Linked DNA regions of Sus scrofa: region 2 is linked to region 1. A link is a contact called in public HiChIP or PLAC-seq data. All regions are on one chromosome and are shown on one strand. The core of a region is the stretch at or near the end of the contact, and the rest is flanking DNA. Distances in the headings are between cores, read along the strand shown.

Region 1 (4,132 bases), core at 608-3,107:
AAAGAGTTCGTATTTTCAGTCTATGGTGGGTATAGTTCTGGGTGAATAAAATAACTCTCCACTAGAATAAAAGGTTCTGTGTACACGCAAAAGAATTTTGTAAGGGCATCTGGTTAGAGTTTAATGTGACTGAAAAACATTACTATTTTTTTCATGTTTCAATTACCCGAATATGGCTAAAAGTGTACTTTGGATATTTTCCAAAATAAAAACTCTTGAGGTGAGAGAAATTTCAGCCCCAACAATAACTTGAAAATTGGAAGTTGGAATAGCAACTGTTTTTTCAACTGTCTTAACTCTGTCACCAACACTGTGATGATTTGATTACATGTGACAAGTCTGGTTTCTGGCCATTAAACTACACACTTCAGCTATAGGAATCAGTCTTTCCTTTCTTTCACCATGTGTTGATTTAGGGGAAGAAATGAGAACTATCGGGAGAAAGCAAGAGGTTGGGGAGATCAGGCCTTCCTATTAGCCCCCAGGTCACACAACTGGTTACCCTGACCCTCTCAGTAGCTTCATGATTCAGGGCCAGCAACAAACCAATCGTAGGGCAGACTATCCCCATCTTGCAGTACTCACCACCCAGCTTTGTTATTCAGGTGCCGTTAGCTTGTTTAAATATTAGGGACATCCCTTAAGAGGAAAAACATCCTCAAATGGTAAAGGGCCACCTAAGAGCCATGTGGGAAGGGAAGGGATGACACTCCTTAGCAGGGACATGGACATAAAGCTTTTGGTACAGTGTCTGGCACAGAGCAGTCCCTCTAGGTAGAGTGACAGAACCTGTTGATGCCATTATTTTATTTTTGATGAGTCTCATATGGTTACGTACCAGCTTTCAAATCTGTTGTTTCCACTGTTCCTCACCCCCACCAACTCCTCAAGCACTGCTTGACACCTCCTCTGAATAAGGGTTGTTGTCCTAATTTACTCCCTGTATTTAAGTCATTCCTATTCGTGGTATTCTCGTTATTCTAACAGCTCCATCTGGCAAGTGGCATTCTATCTTATTGCTGCTCCAAATGTCCTTATTGGGGGACATTGAGAAGTCCCAAGATACATACCTACACTGTTCCAGCCACTCCATTCCTGGACCTGGCTTCCTCCTTTTTCACATACAAAGGATGTTTTTGTTACCATCTTACTTCAGGGCTTCTCATGACAGAACATAACTCAATTAATTTCTTCAGGCATCTTAGGCACTTTGCTAAAGAGCTCTTTGATCTCAAGTGCCTCATTTTGCTGGAAAGGGAGAAACCTGACACATCTGATCTCTCACTTAGAGAGGTTTGAAATAATCACTTTAGGGCCTGGGAGACACATCTCTTTGTAAAAGAAAGGGATTGCTATTTCTCTGGCTGTCTGCCTTCTTCCCCTGCCCTAAGCCCACACTTGGAAGTCATGGCTGGGCATCTCACTCAACGAAATAAATATTGTAATGGGTCAGGTAATTAGCAGGTAGAATTATGTTTGAGCTGTAACCTGACTCTAATCGCTGACCTCAGAGAGTTGATTTCATATGACATAGCACCTTAGCTGTGTGCTGGATTAGAAGTTTCCACTCATCTTTCCCTCTCGGCCAGATTGCTTTTTCTATTTCTGGACTTGTCCTGTTGATGAGTCAGGTGGCCCAGACTCTTCCTGTGGATGAAAGGGGTACTCCTGTCTTGGATGTATTTTCTGCATTTATAAATTATAAAAAGGAAAAACTCTGTGCTTGTTCCTTGGCATAAAAGTAAGGGAAACTGGAGGATTGAGTGAAGAAAGTATAAAATAGCCAATATAAATAAATCCTGGCCCTGGGGCCTGAAGGCAGCAAGATGTACAACATAGAAAGTGGCACTCCAGTCATAATAAGGAATGTAGGATGTAAAAAGGTCATGTTAATATTTGCCACCAAGTCCTAATCATGAACTTAAAACAGTTTATAAAATAAGATGAAATATTTCTATGAGGACCTGTTTACTCCTGTGGCATAGTAGGTGGATTTTTGTCTCTTTCTTTGTATCAAGCATGGTAATAGTCACCCTGCCTGTTTCCCTGGGTCCTGAACATTTCTCAACAACTGAAGTTCACTGGGGTCTCACCTGCTTTGATTTCTGTAAATGGAATTTGCTACAGGAGTTCAAAGAGATGGTGTACTTTTCATGTTCTTTAAAATATGATATGGTAGTTTCTCTTGTGTAAAAACCAGAATCACCTTTTAAGGCCTAGTTCAAAGCTATTAAATTATCAAAGGAAATTGCTGTGCATTTTGAATTGTGTTGTAATTATTAAGAACCTAAAATCGTACTTCTCCTGAGGAACTGTTTTGTTGTTGTTGCTGCTGCTGCTGCTGCTATTGTTTTTAGCATATGGCTACTCTAAATAATGACAAAGTTTCCTGTGTCAGCTTTCCATTGGCAGCTAGAAACTTAGAGTCTAATTTGTACTCCTTCAATAGCAAAAGTATAGGTTACTAAAACATCTTTAGTGTAACTCTGAGACTGATTTCAGTTCTAATTCTTATTTTTTTTTCATATTCACTCCCACTTTTAATTTATACTGTTTTTTTGTAACCTGCTAAGCCACTTTAAACTCTTTCTAGAATAAGATGGCGCATAGTTAAACCTAACAGCTAGATATTTTTTAAAACTGAAAGAAAGTTGGGAAGAGACAGAGGGAGAGAACTAACAAATAAAAGCAGGCAGGCAGGCAAATATGCAGTGTCAGCAGTTTAACCTCCCTAAACCTCAGTTTCCTTGCATGACCTCTAGCGTTTTTGTAGGTCTCAAAATTATTTTTAGGTAATGAATGTGAACACACTTTATAAGTTATAGAGCTCTATGTACCTTTGTTGTGATTATTTTAAAGCTGTTGTCAATTAAGGCAACTTTCTAATTCCAGTGCCAAGCCTATGGCTCTATCTTCATCTCTGTCCAGTAGAAGGAGCTTTCTGTGTCTGTTCCAAGATCAGGGCCTGGGCTCTTCTGAGAGCTCTCTTGGGGTCCCTTCCAGGAGAGAACCGTAATCCTTAGATCACCACAGAGGCATTGTCCTCTCTTCAAGGATGTCTCTGAAACCTTCAAGCCTGAAAGAGTTCTATACCTGAGCCAGTCCATGAGCCAGGAAATCTCAGTCATCACCACGATCTGGAAAATAGCTGATCAGCAAATCTTATTTACCTCAGTATCTCAGACATCTGCACAAAATTCCCCCAGTACCAGCCTTTCCATTCATGTTCCCATTTCAGATTTGAGGCCTCCAGGGGTATACTGTCTCTCACTTAGAAACTTATAGAACAATCATCTAATTACTGACCCAATCCCAAAATTAGAACCTCTTGGCAGGGGGAATATTTGTAGAATGGGGGGACATGGAGACAGCCTTGGGTGATCACTGCTTAGCCATCATTACTAATGGTATTAAATATAGTTTCTCAAGGGAATTGAAGCAAAAAGATTGAGAATCACACTTCAAATGATCTATTCTTGCGAGAGGCTAGTTATCTCTTTAAAGCAAATTCTAAACAGATAAAAGCTTCCAATAGGTTCCATCAGCATGGCAAGTAGGAGGCAACACATGGTTGAGGGTGAGGGTGAAAGTCCACACTATCTGTGTGGGAATGCTTAATGGGCAAGGGACCTGGGCAAGGTCCTGCATCTTTCTAAGCCCCAGTTCTGAAAAATGGAGGTGGTTATAAGGATTAAATTAAACTGTCCACCTAAAGTGCTTAGCACTGGTGCACTGGAGGGGAGGGGAGGGAAAGGGATGATCTTTACAATTTGAGCCCAGCCCTCCTTCACAGCTTCATTTCACCTGTGTGCACATCACCCAGAAGGACAGCCCCCAGCCTTCTCATATCTGTGACTTTGCACGTGTTGTTCTGGAAGGCCAGTCCTTTCCTGGTCTTTGCACTGAACTGCTACTCTTTCTTCAGCTTCCCAAAGAAAATCACTTCCTTCTGAATGTATTCCCTGGTAATAGATCCTCACCTCAACATAATGCAGAGTTCTGCCCTCCTTGTCCCCCTATTGTTGCATACTCTGCACGAAGATTTTAATTATGTTCATCATGAGAGTTATTATTAAATGTTGCATTTATTTCATTAAGAAATCATAAGAAATTCTAATTTATTTTTTTCCAT
Region 2 (4,132 bases), core at 877-3,376, 170 kb before region 1:
AATCTTGTTTGACATATTTATAGTTTCTCTTATTAGAGGAAAATAATGAAACTGTCTTTTGTAGAACTCCAGTTATTGGCCAGGTAATATGATTCATGCTTATATATATATATTAGGGCTGCACCTGCAGCATATGGAAGGTCCCAGGCTAGGGGTTGAATTGGAATTGCAGTTGTTGGCCTACACCATAGCTCACAGTAACACCAGATCCTTAACCCACTTAGTGAGGCCAGAGATGGAACCCTCATCCTCATGGATACTATTCAGTTCTTGCTGGGCCACAGCAAGAACTCCTTCTTTGTATCTTTTTTTTTTTTAATTTGGATAGATGGAGTGGGTGTTATTTTTCTTATTCACAGATGAAAAAAATTGAAACACTGAGAAATTCACAGGTTAGTGTGGTAGAAATAGAGATTCAAAACTAAATACAAAATACCAATAAATACTACAAGTAATATCCAGTGTACAAAGTGTTTGGGGGAGGATTTGAGATGAAATGACTAAAGGCACTTAATGAAAACACCTCAAAGTTGGCCCCTGGGAGGATAAGAGTGTTCAGGTCATATGCTCAGGTTGAAAGTGGATGAGAAACAGCATGTAACAAATAACAAGTCATTCCTTATGGCTAAAGTAAAGGAGAAGACAACCAAGAAAATTTGACTGTGGACTATGTATTAGATGATAATAAGAAATTATTGTTAATTTTGTTAGAAATGCTAATGGTATCGTATTTATGTGAGAGAACATCCTTTTTATTTTTCTATATATATAATGAAGTATGTGGGTGACATGATGTCCTGGACTTTTCTTTTAAGTATTCCAGAAACAATAAAGGCAAAAGGTAGAGGAGAAATAAGTATGGCAAAGTATTAAGGATTGTTGAAGGATGGGTGAGTACATGGTCTTTGTTATATTCTTTTTACTTTCAGAAGTGGTTCTCTTTAAAGGGGGAGAATAAGGTGTGAGTTAGAAAAAAGAAAAAGAAGACTAATGTTTGGGTGTCTGGCAGAAAAAGAGAAACAGAAGACTGAGCTGTGTTCCAGGAGCCAAGAGAGAAAATAATTTCAAGGAGCAGAGAGCTACTGTAACCTCGTTTTAACAACATTGCCACTACTCAGAACAGTTTTTGAACTCTACTTTTGGAGTTTTCTGTTTTTGGAATATCCCTCAGCCATGGCAAAATCTGGTTCATTGAATGTGGATTTGACTTCTGACAATAAGGAAAGATTCTTTGGAACCAAATCTAGTGAATCAAGTTAGAGTTTGGGTCAGCAAATTCTGTTTTTGGTCAGAGAACCAATTGTGACCCTAAGATAATAGGATTGTTTTTTTGTATGTGGCCTTTGAAGGGATTTTAAAGATGTTTCCAAAATGTGTTAGCCATGACCCTTTTTCAGAATAAGCTTCATAATGGAAAACTTCTGACAAAATGATACATTTGGATTTATAACTTAGAGCTTCTGTTTTGTTTTTGATATTCCATTTACTCTAGTTATATATCAAGTCATTTGTGTACTGAAGCTTCTGGTTGTTTTCTAGAATCCCAATGCAAAATAAAAAAGAGAGATAGCATAGTATATGGCAGGGGAAAGAGGCAGACTCTAGAGCTGGGCAGCCAAGTTACAACCCTGTCTCCATCCCTGTGTGCTGTCTAATTTGAGGCAAGTTGCTTTACTTCTTTGGGACTCCATATCTTTGCAGGGTTGTTGGGAGGATTTGAGATCATATGTATAAAATACTGTGTCCATTGCCTGATATGTGACAGGAATACATAACTCATCCCATTGGAGATACAATGATACAATTTTATCTCTTGGTTCATCAGACATACCTTCCTTCTTGGGACATCAAGTGAGATAAGAAAATAACCTAATGGATTTTTGCCTTTTAACATCACGAGGAGAATATATTTCTCAGCCTTAACGCCACTGAAGGCAGGAGAGTTCTTTTAGTCAGTGCTAAACCTGTATTTTCAGAGTGTGTTATTTTGTTCCTTGCCAAGATGGAGATTGGCAAGCTGAAGAAATTGGAATTTGGCCAGGAACTGGTGCCTTTTATTTAGCAGAGAGGTGGTAGGGAACTATGATCCTGCCAATCTGGAGGGACTTAACATGAAGTGACTGGCTCCTTGACTGACCTTTAACTGTTCTGAACAAGATGACGAAGGCTGCTGATTCAGAGGCTCTCACTGGTGTGCCTCTTCCACCAACCAAGACTTTTAAAGTCTTCTCTAATACCGTAGCAACATAAAACTTACTGTCTTCCTGGCCAGGTGCTGAGCACTCAGGCTAAAGCACTTTAGATGTATTCATTCTCTTTGCTACTGAAAACAGCCTATCAGGTAGAAACTACTATTAATCTATGCTTTTTTGGAAACCTAAATTGAAAGAGTTTAAGTCAGACTATCCCAAGCTACAGAACACTAAGCCAGAGCAGGGATTCAGTATGGTATTAGAACCCACCCATTCTTTGCAAGCCCATGTTCTGTTGGCTGAATTCTTTCTCATTAGGAATAACGATCTGTTTAAAGATGGGAGGAATCTCAGCAATCATGTTATAACTTCAGCTACATTGGCAAGATCAAAAAGAGTCCAGCACTCTTTCGTCAAAGACCACCATCATGAAGTGGTGAGAGAAGAGAACATAGAGGGCACCAAGGAGTAAGAGGAAATACATAGGCTTGGTCAAATCTCACATTAAGGCACAGTGTGAATTAAATTCGTGCTCCTTCACTCTTCTCCATTCAACTCATTCTACATGTAGCAAGGGAGTTATAAAGCAGGAGGTCTGCTTAAGTCCAAAAACATAAAAGAACATCAAAAACATCAAGAAACCACGTGCAGCAGGTAGAAAACTTGCCCTAGATAGTGGCCTGTGCTAGATCCCATGAGTTTGGGTCAAACTGATTATCAGGGTTCTTCTAACCGGTATCAGATCTCTTCTTATATCCTCTAAGAAGGATCGACCAATCCTTTTCTCAAGCCCCTAGCCCTGTTAATCTATATGAAGATGTGCATTTCCAGTGCTCTTTATTTAGGGGAGATCCCTTCCAAGCCATGTTGAATAGATCTGGACCTCAGATACTCCACAGTGCATAGGACTGGGACAGATGGAGTTTGGGGATTCTACCCACTGTGTGTGGTTCCATGTAACCTTTTGTTCGAAACTAAGGCATACAAGAGTGCATGTTGACCAAGGAGGGTGGCTGCTGCTAGGAGCTATAAGTAAATAAATGAATGTCAGAAGCTTAAAAATGAAAAGGGGCAGGGGTGTGAGAGGCAAAGAATCATTACCCTCCCTTGAGCATGTTGCTTTGGATATTTTGGTAATGATTGTGAAGCATTTACACACAGACTAAACTAAGCTCTTTGTGTTCTTTGCAAGGTGGAGAGCTTGCCAAGTCAATTTCAGCATGCAAAGCCCAGACAGTTATTCTTTTGGCATTTAGGGGCCGCCTCTGTTTTTGCTGGGGTTGGAGGCGGGTAGCCTGTTGACACCGGAAGGCTTTGTAAGGAAAAAGACAACTTTACCCTATGCTTTTAGAAAAGAAATCCGCTGTTAGAGTTCTCAGTCTGTACCTTCTATGCTAAACCTCTGTTACAGAGCCATTAGAAGAACCCCTCAGGCTCAGAAGTGCCACACACAACTTTGGGGCCCACAGTGTGTGACTCATTCATGGCTGTTTTCATTTCCTCTGCCTAGCATCTCACCAGAAAATTGTGTGTTTCTTTTGTGAATGTGTGCATGGAGATGGTTGATAGCTGTATTTCTAGTAATAAATAGAAATTGGAAAGATAAAGCTCTTGAGATGATGGCCTTGGTCCCTTACATAATATATGCCTTGCTGTAGTGATTTTCAACTTGTGAGCTCAAAACCCCTAGGAACTCTCAAAATTGTCAAAAGGGCCTTCCAGTCATCTTCCAAAAGTGTTGTGAGAAACTGAGTGTGGTGTGTCTCCAGAATGGAGACTATTGTGATTAATAGAGTACAAGCTACTTACATGTTTTCGGAATTTCTTGTAGGCATTTGTGGTTATATCATTTTTCCGACCATGGATAGGAAAAGTTCCAACTACTATCAGTGGGGAATTAGGAAATTTTTTTTGTCATGGAAAAGGAGTTCTCATCCTAG

Evidence for each region. HiChIP or PLAC-seq counts read pairs in DNA pulled down with a chosen protein or histone mark.
Region 2: a contact with region 1 is called in an H3K27ac HiChIP or PLAC-seq map of skeletal muscle. The contact joins two enhancer-like sites.

What each region holds. Positions count from the first base shown.
Region 1 is chr13:158,877,991-158,882,122 of Sscrofa11.1, reverse strand. All of the region lies in intron 1 of CMSS1 (protein CMSS1), which reads left to right. Among named protein-coding and RNA genes, the nearest start is that of FILIP1L, 9.3 kb to the left of the region's middle. Within about 2 kb of position 1,857, at least 4 of the 83 cell types and tissues checked have an H3K27ac peak or open chromatin away from gene starts, as enhancers often do. A contact at or near this core is called in skeletal muscle, where this site is marked.
Region 2 is chr13:159,052,180-159,056,311 of Sscrofa11.1, reverse strand. The region is part of intron 1 of CMSS1 (protein CMSS1); the gene reads left to right. The region is part of intron 1 of FILIP1L (filamin A-interacting protein 1-like); the gene reads right to left. Among named protein-coding and RNA genes, the nearest start is that of CMSS1, 140 kb to the left of the region's middle. Within about 2 kb of position 2,126, at least 4 of the 83 cell types and tissues checked have an H3K27ac peak or open chromatin away from gene starts, as enhancers often do. A contact at or near this core is called in skeletal muscle, where this site is marked.